Regions from separate parts of the Mus musculus genome. Here region 1 is linked to region 2. The links are chromatin contacts, called in public Hi-C maps. All regions are on one chromosome and are shown on one strand. Each heading gives the region's core, a stretch centred on a gene start, on an enhancer-like site or on the middle of the called end of the contact. The rest is flanking DNA. Distances are from core to core; before and after follow the strand shown. Region 1 has its middle 47 kb from the start of 6030471H07Rik. Region 2 overlaps Ccdc171 (coiled-coil domain containing 171).

The links. Hi-C and Micro-C count contacts between places; a contact is called where the count stands out from the background.
Region 1: a Hi-C map of uterus shows a contact between it and region 2, with 2.9 times the contacts expected there. The contact joins two enhancer-like sites. A contact is called at or near these places in 2 of 484 Hi-C or Micro-C datasets (nephron progenitors and uterus).

What each region holds. Positions count from the first base shown.
Region 1 is chr4:83,994,956-84,001,784 of GRCm38.p6, forward strand. No RefSeq gene overlaps it. Among named protein-coding and RNA genes, the nearest start is that of 6030471H07Rik, 47 kb to the right of the region's middle. Within about 2 kb of position 2,151, at least 6 of the 459 cell types and tissues checked have an H3K27ac peak or open chromatin away from gene starts, as enhancers often do. A contact at or near this core is called in uterus, where this site is marked.
Region 2 is chr4:83,829,364-83,835,533 of GRCm38.p6, forward strand. All of the region lies in intron 25 of Ccdc171 (coiled-coil domain containing 171), which reads left to right. Gm42309 (a long non-coding RNA gene) reads right to left here. Exons shown (of 4, transcript XR_881387.2): 2 at 5,543-5,643. Among named protein-coding and RNA genes, the nearest start is that of Gm42309, 9.6 kb to the right of the region's middle. Within about 2 kb of position 1,733, at least 55 of the 459 cell types and tissues checked have an H3K27ac peak or open chromatin away from gene starts, as enhancers often do. A contact at or near this core is called in uterus, where this site is marked.

The DNA.
Region 1 (6,829 bases), core at 901-3,400, 170 kb after region 2:
GGTTTTTCATATAAATGTTAAAAATCTGAACTCTGGTCTTCATGTTTGTATAGCGAGCAATTTACTCCTGAGCCACTTACCCAATCTGAAGCCATTTTTAAAAATATTTTTATTTTGTTGATTTTATAATGTAATTACATAATTCTCCCCTCCCTTTTCTCCCTCCAAGCCCTCACAGGCACCCGACTTGCTCTTTATCAAATTCATGGTCACTTTTCCTGTAATTGTTGTTCTATAGATACATATCATACATATTTCCAAATACATAAACACACCCCTCCTCAATAAATCCATTTTTAATTGACAAGTTTTAAAAGTATTTCAAAATGGTCTGGTCAGTGGTCAGCCATTACTCTAGTCTCTGCTCCATCTTTGTCCCTGCGTTTCTTTTAAACAGGATCAATTTGGGATCAAAAGTTTTGTAGGTGGATTGGGGTTCCCATCCCTCTGCTGGAGGTCCTGTCTGGCTACTGGAGGTGGTGGCCTCAGGTTCCCCACTGCTGGGCATTTTCGCTAAGGTTGCCTGCATTGGTTCCTGGAAGCCTCCCTCATCCTGGATCTCTGGAACTTTCTAGAGTTCTCCCCCCCACACTCCCTCCCCCCGAACTCCATACCCCCACCTCCATCAGTGGCATATTTCCACTGATTCTCCTGGCCCTCTGGGACTCTTTCCTGGTTTTCTCCCTACCTGATCCTCCCCCAATTCCTATCACTCTCCCCTCTCCCACCTAAGTCCCTCCTTCCCTCTGCTTCTCATGGGTATTCTGAACTGTTTTGGCTAATATCCACTTATCATTGAGTACATAACAGCATGTTCTTTTGTGTCTAGGTTATCTCACTCTGGATGATATTTTCTAGTTCCATCCATTTGCCTGCAATATTCATGATGTCCTTGTTTTTAACAACTGAATAGTGTTCCAGATTGTGTAAATAGAATTGTGTCAATGTACCACACCTTCTGTATCTATTCTTCAGTTGAGGGACATCTGGGTTGCTATTAAAAAATAAAGCTGCTATAAACATAGTGGAGCATGTGTCCTTGGGGTTTGTGGAACACCTTTTGAGTATATTCCCAGGAGTGGTATAGCTGGGTCTTTAGGTAGACCCATCCCATAGGCAGACACCAATCCCTCACACTATTAATGACGTTATGTTATGCTTGCAGACAGAAGCCTAGCACAGTTGGCCTCTGAGGGGCTCTACCCAACAGCTGACAGAGACAGATGCAGATACCCACAGACAAACATTGGACAGAGGTAAGGGACTCCTTTGAAAGAGTTAGGGGAAAGATTGAAGGCTCTCAAGGAGATGGCAACCCCACAGGAAGACCAACAGTATCACCTTACTTGGACCTTTGGGAACTCCCAGGGACTGAGCCACCAACCAAATGGCATACACAGGCTGGTCTGAGGCCCCCAGCATATATGTGACAGACGACTACCACGGCCGCCGTGGAAGAGGACGCATCTAATTCTGTAGAGACTTGATGCCCCAGGGTGGGGAAATACAGGGCAGGGAGAGTGAGGGCTGCCCTCTCAGAGGCAAAGGGGAGAGGGGGCATGGGGGAGGTACTTTACGATGAGGGGCCGGGAGGGGGCAGCTTTTGGGATGCAAATAAATAAATTATTTCAAGATACTTCATCTCATCGGACCCAGAATCTCCTTAAAGACACTGATATAGATATACATTAAAATGATGTCATTTCCTTTCGTCATCCACACGCATACTTCCTTAACCCAGTCCTTTTCCATAATGTAAATCAGAAAGATGATACAGTAATGGTTCATAGAGACATCGTCTTCTGAAGTGTTGTGTCTGGCCAGTTGGTGGAGGCTGAGCTCTGACTCCTTTCTGGTTCTGGAACATATAAGGTTATAGTAAGGAACAGAGAGAATGGGCCTCTGCTTTAAGGGAATTGCCTTGGATGCGTTTCAAACAACCAGTCTCAGCAGCAGGCAGGTGTTGCTTCTGCTGGGACACGGAGCTCCACTGAACCTTAAATCTTCTCAAATGGGAATGTTTTTAATGTCCCCTCCATTCTAGATAGACACTCCAACTTTCAGATAGAAGAGAATTAAAGCCGTTTTGCTATTTAGCAGGATCAGATCCTGTTTCTGGCTTTTTAGCTACTTCAGCTAAAAAGGATAAGATCCCCCCAAGAGATAAGACGTTCTTTCCGAGACTCTGGACAGTATCTCACCTCTGAACATGCCTGGAGCCAGGAATTTAAAGCTCGGAGCACTTCTTTCTCTTTTAACTCCCCATAAAACTGGGGGCTTAACATGGTGACCTTTGGTCTTGAAAAAAAGGGAAGTGAAGGCCTCCCTGAGCATGCTTGCCAGAGGGGCTCACAGAGACAGGAGAGCAGCAGCCAGGCCTCATGGGCCAGCATCCGCTGGAGGAGCTGAGAGCTTTGAGGGGCATCCTAGCCCTAACTTCTCCTACAGCAAGGCCCACTATGAACAGTTCCAAAGGAACTGAATGAGCTAATCTTCAGGATATGCATGCACAGAAAGTCCTTACAAATCAGGAGAATTCACATAAAACCTCTTTTTTTTTTGCCCTTTATTAGAAAGTTTAATAATTTGAGCTGACAGAACTAGATAGTGGCAATCTTAAAGTGCCGTGTAACAGTCACCCACTTATGTGGTCCTCTGCTTCCCGATCTACCCCAACACTGGACATGCCTAACTGTTTTCCACCACTTTCTGGCTATCCACTGTTGGCCTTGACCACCACCACCACTACCCATACACACACACACACACACACACACACACACACACACACACACTCTAATCCTTTACTCAACCTTTGTCAGGGCCAAAGCCCAGTAGAAAGTGAGAATGACTGGAGTAACTGCCTCTCAAAGAGAGACCTCTGGATCCCCGACCCCAGCCAGCCAAGTCTTCCCCATGCATTCCAAGCTGTATCGCCATGTAAGCAATTTGATAATTAACAAAAGAACAAGGCAACCAACTACTCTAAGACAAAAGCCTTGCAAGCCTTTAGGCTAGACCAGGCACTGACTTCCCCGGGGAAGGTACCATATAGTCTGCCATAAATTACTTCATGATCCAATAGCCCAGAGTCCTCTAGCTCAGGCCTTCCTATAGCTTCTTCCCACCACAAAACTCATTTTTATTTTATTTGTTTGCTTGTTCGTTTGCTTGTTTGGTTGGGTGGTTGCTTGGTTTGACCCAGATAAAAACTAAAGGAAAGACTTAAATGTTGTCCTCCAAGATAACAAATACATCATTGTAGTAACTGATTGATTCAGATTACAGCCTCAAGTCCTCTGCTCTTCTCCCCTTAAAGGGCAGGGAGAAGGATTGCTTCTCGTGAGTGTTGGCCAAAAATGTTACTTCCTTTCTGAAACAGGGTGTTGAGAATTATAGGTGAGACTCTCAGGTCCAGGGCATTGGAGGCTCTACGGCCTCATCTTGGCTTTTCCCTTGGACTGACCACCTTAGTGGAAGTCACACACTGTGTTCTGAGGACACCCAAACAGTGCGTGAAGAACTGAGGTCTCCTGCCAAAAGCCAGCTTCATGCCAGCAGTTCATCTTGGAAGTGGATCTTCTGGTGCAAGTGAAGTTTTGGCTAGCAACAGCCCTGGCCCGGGAATAATATTAGCTAAAACTCATGAAAAGCCCTAAACAAAAAAATCTTTCCAAATTCCTGACCCTCACAAAATCTGTGAGATGATACACACTCATTGCTGATTAAAGCGGCTGAACCTTGGGCTAATTTATTATATAGCTATGTTACTACGGTTGTTAGAGTTGGTCCTGAGAGATTGCTACTACCTGGGACCTGAGAGACCTAACAGCATAGGCTCAACTCCCTGTCCTACTCTGCTAAGTAAAGAGAGAATTGACACTGGAAAGGTTTGCTTAAGGTGGCCACAATGGAGACAGAGCAATAAAGAGGTATAGTGAACACTAAATTCATCTTCCCAGTGCAGGCATGAAGCTTGGGTTTAAATCAAGCAAAAGGTCCATGTGTAATTCAGTAGCCCTGGCCAAGGTGTGGTCCTGCCCACCACTGTCCCATTGTCTCGCTACAGTCTCTCCTGCAAGGTGCCCTGACAGCTTGTCAGAACTGTATTGCGGGGGGTGGGGGGGATCTTCCTCTATCTGGTTCAAGTCCCTCCCCTGGTTTGCACCAGGATTCAGTTCCCCCCTTCCTCCAGAACCATGAGACTCTTCAGAAGAGTCTAATTCCGCGGGTGCCCTGTTGACCAAAGGGAAGGTCTCTTTGTTCGTGTCAGGACTATTGCAGTGACCAGGAGACAATACTGCCTTTCACTCTTCCCAAGCTACCACTCAGGCCAGTCAGGAGAGTGGCGAGACAGGAGAGGGGACAGTCTGACTGAGTGGTGAAGATGCTTGGTGAATATGATGGCCCCACTGTGTGATCTGGCTGTAGACCAGCAGGCATTATAAAGCAATCTCTTTACATTTTCTCCCCAGCAGTCTTCAGAGCAGCTAGAGCACACCTTGTCTCTTCTCAACTAGAGGATGAAAACTGCAGGCAGTTTCAACTGCATCTTCAATAATGGCGGGATTAGAACTGTGTCCCTCTGATTCCCAGTCTGGGTTACAGCCATGTCTCCGTAAAGTGATGCCATTTCCATTACAGGATTCAGTAAAATTCCACTCGGCATATTTAATGGTAAGAGATAGCATTTACAATGTACTTGGTATGTGGTAAAGTACACACTAGCTGGGAGCTATTACTGTGACTATGCCTGCCATATGCCAAGTCCCTCTCTTCCAGTGACCTCAGGCTGGAGAGAAGAGTACGTTCTGCTGAGAAATTTGCTTTGAAGAATTTCTCAAAAAGTCTAGCTGCTCTGATAAAAGAAAGAAAAGAAGGAAGGAAGGAAGAAAAGAAGGAAGGAGGGAGGGAAGGAAGAGGTGGGGGAATAAAGAAATAGGGAAGGAGAGAGGGAGGGAGGGAGGGAGGGAGGGAGGCATCTTACTGGCCATTTCTGCCTCTTCTCAAATGTGTGGCCTAAGGTCACCCCCTCAGTCAATCATGACCTAGGCTTGCACTCACAGAATGATTGCTTGAGGGAGAAATCAGCGCTTGTTAGAACCATCCCACCCTTTAGTGGGAGCAATGCAGTAGGGCCCTCTAATCTGAGGGAAATGTGGTCAGTCTATGACTTTAGGCAGACATTTGAAACCACGGAGTCTCCAATGCAGCATGGACTATTTTGTTTTTACTGTACGTGCCTACGCTTAAAAAGTTTAACTTTTTAAGGTATCCACAGTAAAAGTCTAACAATATAACTACAAATAAAATAGAATTAAAATAGCAATATGCTTTACTAAAAGTTATATAAAATGCTAGATGTTCCTTTTTATAAATTTCCATTTAATAACCCTCAGTTACCCACTGATTGTTGAAGCTGCAGACAGATCCCATGGCTATGGGGTGAGGATGAGAAGAACTGTACTCATTGCCCTGTTTCCCTGGATTTGATGTGTCTCAGAGGTGTGAGAACCCACCATAATATCTTAGCAGAAAACACTCTGGAGTGAGGTCCTTCTGTGGGACTTATATAGGAAGGGAGTCTCTTGAATCACTCCCTAGAGTTGCGGGTCAGAGAAATGGTATCCCTGGGTTGGAAGGAGACATGCAGAGTAAAACTGTGACCCAGAGAGGGAAGCTAAGGACCTTGCTATAGTGCTAGGTGCCCCCCCCCCCCCGAGGGTGCCGAGAAATAGATCCTGGCAGAGTCCTGCACATGAACCATTCCATTTGATTCTTCTTCTTCTTCGTGTGTGTGTGTGTGTGTGTGTGTGTGTGTGTGTGTGTGTGTGAAATCTCAAATTCCTGTCGTTCTTTGTGTGCAACACCCATTAAACCTAACTGATTCTCCAAGAGAAAGAAAACACCATGGTAGGGGACACTGGCCAAAAAGAAGTCCATGACCCTGTCTTGCTGGGTGCTGGTATGTGGAGGGCAACAAATCTGTGCTATCAAGTGTCCTGCTCCAGCTCCCTGACAGAGAAAATTCAACAGCCATGCTGGAGGGGAAAACAGACTGAGAAATGCCCCCAAACACCCACAGAAACAGATAATCAAATTCCTCTCCCTAATCAAAACGGAAGGGCTGGGGTGCGGGCTATGGAAGGAAGGAGGCTGAGCTGCTTGCTGAGCAGGGAGCTCACCATTGCCTTCTGGAAGGCACAGAGGAGGACGGCTGGACTTGTGGCTTACCCTTGGAAATATACAAGACAACATGATTTCTCTCCAGGAACACGCCACTGCCTTCTTCAGGTCTTTTCACTTAAGGCAAAGGCATGCATGCTTTGGTCCCCATACAGGCCTTCTGGTTGCTGACATACCCTTCAGCTGTGGGCTAGCCTGTTTCACTCCTTAGTTTCAGAAGGTAAATCACTGTACCCAGCCTTGCAACTAGGGCCTAGGCAGATGCTGCCGAGTCTGTGCCCCCACTGGAGCAACACTGCATGGGCTTCTTTATGGCCAGAGCCACAGTCACTTCTGAGTCTTTGTCTTCCCGCAGCATGTGTAGGCAAAGACTGAGGAGACAGAAATGCGATCTCTAGTGAACCACAGTATTTTGCTTTCTCTAATCCTATTCAGGTGGTGACTGTAGCAAAAGGAGAAAGCAGGCCAACGTGCAGGGTGGATAAAAACCCCTCGTTATGTTATTACTCCCATGCATTGCATCAGTGGCCCAGGGATGGTTATTAATGGGTCTCTAGTTCCACTCAGGCCTGGAGACGGGGCCTATGTGAAGTTGGAAGGGTGGCCAGGAGAGGCTCACTCCCTGGAGTGCGTGGGTCCAGGG
Region 2 (6,170 bases), core at 483-2,982:
AACAAATATTCAACAAACACTTAGGAGATAATTGAGGTCACTTGATGACCCCCCCCCCCCCCAGTAAGTTAAATTTGAAATTTTCATTTGGCACAGCAAGTCTACTCTTAGGTATATATCCAGACGAATTCAGAGCAGTTATTCAAACAAAATACTTTGTCATAGTAGTGGATAAATATTCACCATAGCCAAGGAGGCTTCCTCAATATAAGCCGGTTGATGAAAAGATATGAACATATATTGTATTCAGACTGTGACATGTTATTTGGCCATAAGCTTCAATACATTTTTTTTAATTAAGAAAATTTTATGTGCATGATTGTTTGTGCATTGTGTATATGCATGGTACCCAGTAGCCATGGAGACCAGAAGAGGGTGTTAGATCTTTTATAACTGGAGTCCTAGGCAATTGTGAGCGAGCTGTCGTGTGGGGGCTTGGAACTGAATCCAGGTTCTCTGCATGAGCAGTAAGTGCTCTTAACTGCTGAGCCATCTCTCAGAGCCCAAGGTGCCACGAAATGTTGATCCATGTTGCAATATGCACAAAAGACCAGACACACCAGAGCAGACCAGTTAGTCTTCTTCAAGAAGCCACACATGTATGATTCCATTTATATGGAATGTCCCAAGCTAGCAAACCCATAAAGACTCAGATTAATGGTTGACAGTTTGCAGGAGGAGACCATTGGAGGTGAGTGAGTGCTGAATGGGTGTGGGGTTTCTGTGAGATGAGGAAACTTTCTGAAATGGGATGGCTATACAAAATTGCAGATGTACCTGATGATTTAAAATGGATAATCTGTGAATTCTAGGTTGGGTGTGTTTTAACACATTAATTTTTTTCATGAGTTCTTGTCTGGCATGGCATCACCCCTCTTATACAGGATGGCACACTGCAAAATCACATGACAGAGAAACACAGGAAATTTGGGTTCTAGAGAAAGTTTGCCATCTGACTCATCTCAAAGCTTTGGGAAGTAAACCGCACAGTCTCCATGGGTCTTGGTTTTCCTGGCTATAGAATGAAGACTCTAAATGAAATGAAAGTTGAATTCCTGCACAACTCTAAAATTCTTTTATTTGAGCTATAAATAACAATTTAGAATTCTGAATTCTATGCTTTATGTTGTTCCTGCTTCACTTATATTGATGAAATGAATGTTTCTAAATTTGGTTATATTCTGCACCAAGGAACCACTCACAAAAGCATACGAGGTATATAAACCTTACAATATAACTTATAACTAGGTAGTCAAAAAGTCCCCAAAGTAATTGGGGAATGGATTAGTATACTTGTAAGAAATATTTCCCTTTTTAATGCACAGTTTTTTTGATATTTAATATGTTAGGAATGTGAACTTTTAACTTGTCAAACTATTGTAACGTATTTGAAAATTATAGTAATTTGATTACAATGTTGCCTATAAGGCACAAGGTTTAGTTAATGGAATCCATATGTAATTAAAATGCAGAACTAAATGTAATCAGACTCCAGTGACTAGGGCTTTCATATTGATAGTTTTACAATGGCCTCTGGGGTTGAAAGTTTAAATGTTATAGAATATAATAGCGCTGTAGAAAACAAGCTGGCAATTTATTTGCGTTAATGTTACCAGCACAGCCACTTAATGGTATGTGACTCTGGCATCCTGAATTGTCTTCCTCTTAGTAGTATGATCTGTTGGCAGGTGGCAGATTCACATGGCTGCCACCACTGCAAGAACATTCTCCACAGCACTGTGGTATAGACACACCAAGATGAAGGTCCCTGCCCTGAGCCAAGCCACACTCTCTTTTAATAACAGAGCTGCTTAATTTGGGTGAATTCACTTGAATCATGTGAAAGTAATAGACACAACACTATGCACCAAGCCACAAAAAAGTTAAAAAATTTTTCCTGAACTTTAAAAAAAAAAAAAAGAATGATTTTCTCTGGACGAGCTTAAGAGTCGACATCCTGTGCTGGAGTTCTCTAATCATCACCAGCACAATTTACAATCAGAACACACAGAGAGCCAGTTCAGACCAGCTCATCTGTTGATCTTGGCAATGGCCCTTCATCTCACTGTGTACAGCTGCCACTTAAGAGTGGGGGGGGGGACTCAGCGGAGAGTTGGGGGCGGGCTGCGAGGCTGGTCAAGGCAGGAGCACACAGACCTGCTTCATCTCAGTGGTCTTTCGTATTTTACTGCCCTCCACCCCTTTTTTTTTTTTAAACTCAAAATTAAATACGGACCTCTCCTGAACCACTGCGCTCCAGGCATAAGAAATTGTAATGTCTGGCTTCCAGAAACTGTCCCGTCAAAATGTGCTTCTGATTAGGTGGCTTAATTACAGCTGTGAAAACAATGTTGATTTAGGCCGCAAGATTCCAGGGCATGTCAGCTGCTATTAGCTAACCTTGGACTGAATCCACCATTTTAAAACTCTGTGCCACTAAACTCACCCTGCCTGACAACTTTTTATTTAGGTGGAAAAGTTGCCAAAAGCAGTACATTTTAATCAACGTATTGTTCAACACACAATTTCATTTGTATCACCATTAATGACTCTATCAAGAACAAGGAAACTCCATTTGTTCAAACCAGTAAGTCCTGAGTAGTATTTTTGAGGGGCAACTGACACAAGAATTACTTTTAACTCCTTTAATTCAGTTTTATTTTAATTCTAGCATGTTGGTTTAACCACCCAACTTTATTACACCTAAATTTTCCTGACAGTTTCATTTGCTGTTAGGAAATAAAATTGCAATTTTTTTTTTCAGCATGGGAAATAATGGCTAGTTTTTAAAATGTTATGGTGGAAGCGTCCCTTGCCTGAAGCGTGTTCAGACCCAAACTCAGTTTACTTTTGGAAGGAAACGGACCTCATTAAATGGTTTTTTAATATTTTAATATCGCCTAAGTATTTTTCCATGGTGAGAAGGCTGATTAGACCTGTCTGTTTCCACCTGCAGGGGAGCTAGAGGTTGTAATTATTTGATGGCTCTGGTGCTCTGGCCTTTTCAATACAATTGATGCAGATACCGTGAATAGCTATGTATTTGAGGTCATTCCAATTTCTTTCACTATTGGACATGAAAACTTACTCTTATGTGACATGAATGACAATATCACAGAACAACAGTTGAAAAAAGTCAGTAATTAAAAGAAAGCAGTGCACTGAAGGCAGAAGCATGACAGGAAGTACAAAAGGCATTAAGTCTCATAATCATCTCATGAGAACTTTTCCTTGAAAATCCTTTTCAGTGAATGATGAGCGAGCTAACTCAGCATTTGTTCAAGTTGTAGTAGGAGTTCATACATAGGTAGTGTTTGGTAGAAGTGGATGAGCATATAGGTAATATGTGTGTTTTGAAAGAAAGTGTTGGACTCCTGATTCAAGACAGAGTTGAAATCAGTCGTCTTGTAAGTATCCAATAACAACCCAGAACATCTTCAAACTACCAGATTTTTTTGGAGGCATGCTCTACATCTGTCTTTAGTTCATCTATCATTTGAGTTAATCTTCATGTCAAACTTATAAAGTAAATTTATAAAACTTGTAAAAGAAATTTATAAAACTTACAAAGGAAAAAGAGAGGGTATACAATATGCCCAAGATGACAGAGTCTAGGCCAGAGCTACTGACCATTTGCATACAACCCATACCCTAAAGATATGACTAGATATTCTTTCTGAAAAAAAATTCAGGAGATGCAACAGAGAGAAAACATCAGGCACGACAAGGTCACATTGTCATTTAAGGGACAAGTGCATTTAAATCTGAATAAAAGTTTTATAGCTTTCCGTGTCTAAAAACCCCCCAGCTAATTTCCCCCCTTTCAGCATGAAGCGGCTGTGTATAGAGCCTGGCACATTCTCTAGCCCTGCAGTTATGATCTTTTACCTAGAACAAAAGGGCTTCCTCCTTCTCTTTTGAAGCTGCTTTTATGCAAGAGGAATTCAAGGTGTATCCTTCCATGTTAGGCTGGTTTGAAGTTTCAAATTTCTTGCGTTTGTTCTTATGGTTCTGTGTTCTCGGAGAAATTGCGAAGAAATAGCTGTCTTCGTTTTTGCAGAACTTTGGCTTAGGGCATCCTTTGATAGAAGCTGAACGCGGCTCATTCTTTTGGTTATCCCTTTATTCTCAGTGTTTGCCTGACACAGATGAGAACGATGCCCCCACTAAGATAAAGGGCAGTGAAGGTTGGGGTCTTCAGTCCATCATTTAGTTCTTTGGAATTCTAGTTGAAAATAATGGATTTGGTGGAAAATGTGCCATATAGATTGTATGCAGTATAGATTTATTTTCCTCACAATAAAAATGATTATTTCAATATAGCTCTGCTAAACCTTTCTGGTGTCTTGGGATTCACTTTGAAAAGGTGTCTTATTAAGTAACACTGGGTATGATAGATTGTTCTGATTAAAATTATGCATATCTTTATTGGTTTTGACTTTTCTTGGTAATATGACATTTTTTCTTTAAGCAAGTATAAGAATAAAAGTGTTTTGAAGGATAAGTATATTTCTTCCTATGTAGGTATCTTACTCAATTTTTTTGTGGTTGTATAATACTTTTGCTCTGTAGTAATCTTTTTTTTTTTTTTAAATACCATGGTTTCACATATTTATGTTTTCTGGACTTTTTTTTTCAAAATCCTCAAATTCTTTAAAATATTCTATTTTTCCTAGCAGGTTAAAATGTAATATACACACAGAGTAACTTATTATATTATTTTCTGATATGGGATTATGGATGCTTTTACTTTTCAGAGTAGGATATTTGAAACGGGGTTATTGGAACAGGAACCGTTTATGACGGTTTCCTCTCTTTAGCATCACTGCAGAGTGCTGCCTTTTGACAGTACTTCAGAAGAGTTCAACTGGTCACCATGCCAGTACTTACTGCTTGGTCCAATGCTTCTCGATTGTGGTGTGATCTAATCGTCTATACAATTTCACCTGTTTCATTCTTACATTTGGTCAGCACTCACAATGTCCCATTGGATAGACAGGAAGCATAGGAAGACCACTGCCCCCCAGTCCCCTCCAGCTCATCTGGGACCCTGTCATACCTTCCTCCGAACTGCATGCTCTCCGTTTGTAATTCCTCCTTTCAAAGCAAGTGTTAAGACAGAAATTTGTGCTAAGTTTAGTTGGATTAACTAGTCATCAAAATTCAAGGCCTCTGAGAGCAGTAGTAGGCAGCAGTAACCCCAAACACTCCCTCTAAGTGCATATTTAGAAATAAAATGTACAGATGTTCTTAAAATCCTATTTTTAAAGCATAACACACAACATTATCAGTTACAGTGTTTGTTACATGATCAATATATTAATTAGTTTTATGAAGTTTATATAAGCTTGTTTCTACTCTTTGGGTAGATGTGCTCGTGTGTGTTTGTGTTTGTGTGTGTGTGCGTGTTTGTAAGTATGTATGTGTGTGTGTGGTTGAGCATATGTTTTTGTGTGTGAGAGTGCATGTATACATGTTGCATATGTGTGGGGGCCCAGAGGTCAGACTGGGAGGTGTTCTTCAAAACAGTTGTCTACCTTACCTTTTGAGCAGGATCTCTCACTGGAACCAAGGCCTTGCAGAGTAGGTCTAAGCTGGCTGTCCAGTGTGTGTCAGGATCCTGCCGTCTCTGCCTCCCTGGTCCTGGAATTACAAGTGTACATCACCAGGCTTGGCTTCTTATGTGAGTTCTTAGAGTTGAACTTGGATCTTAATGCTTATGTGGCAAACACCTTACAAACTGAGGTATCCCTTTAAATCTAAATAAAAGCATGTTTTTTTAAAAATTTTATTAAATTATCATTTTAAAAGAAAGTTTGGGTCAGAGAAATGGTTCCTGGAAGCACTTGTAGGCTGACCTGATAGTTTGAGTTTTGTTCCTGGATCTCACCAGGTGGCAGGAGAAAACTCATTTCTGAGAGTTGGCCTCTGATGTCCACAAGTGTCATTGCATGTGTAGGCCTTGGTGTGAATACATTTTCTCTCTCTCTCTCTCTCTCTCTCTCTCTCTCTCTCTCTCTCTCTCTCTCTCACACACACACACACACATAGATAATATAAACATATATTCTTAGAGAGTTTACCTGGTCCTCACTGATTTTTTTTTTAACATACTCAGTATTATCAAATTATTATTTTATATGTACCAGACTTTTTCTTTAAATATGAAG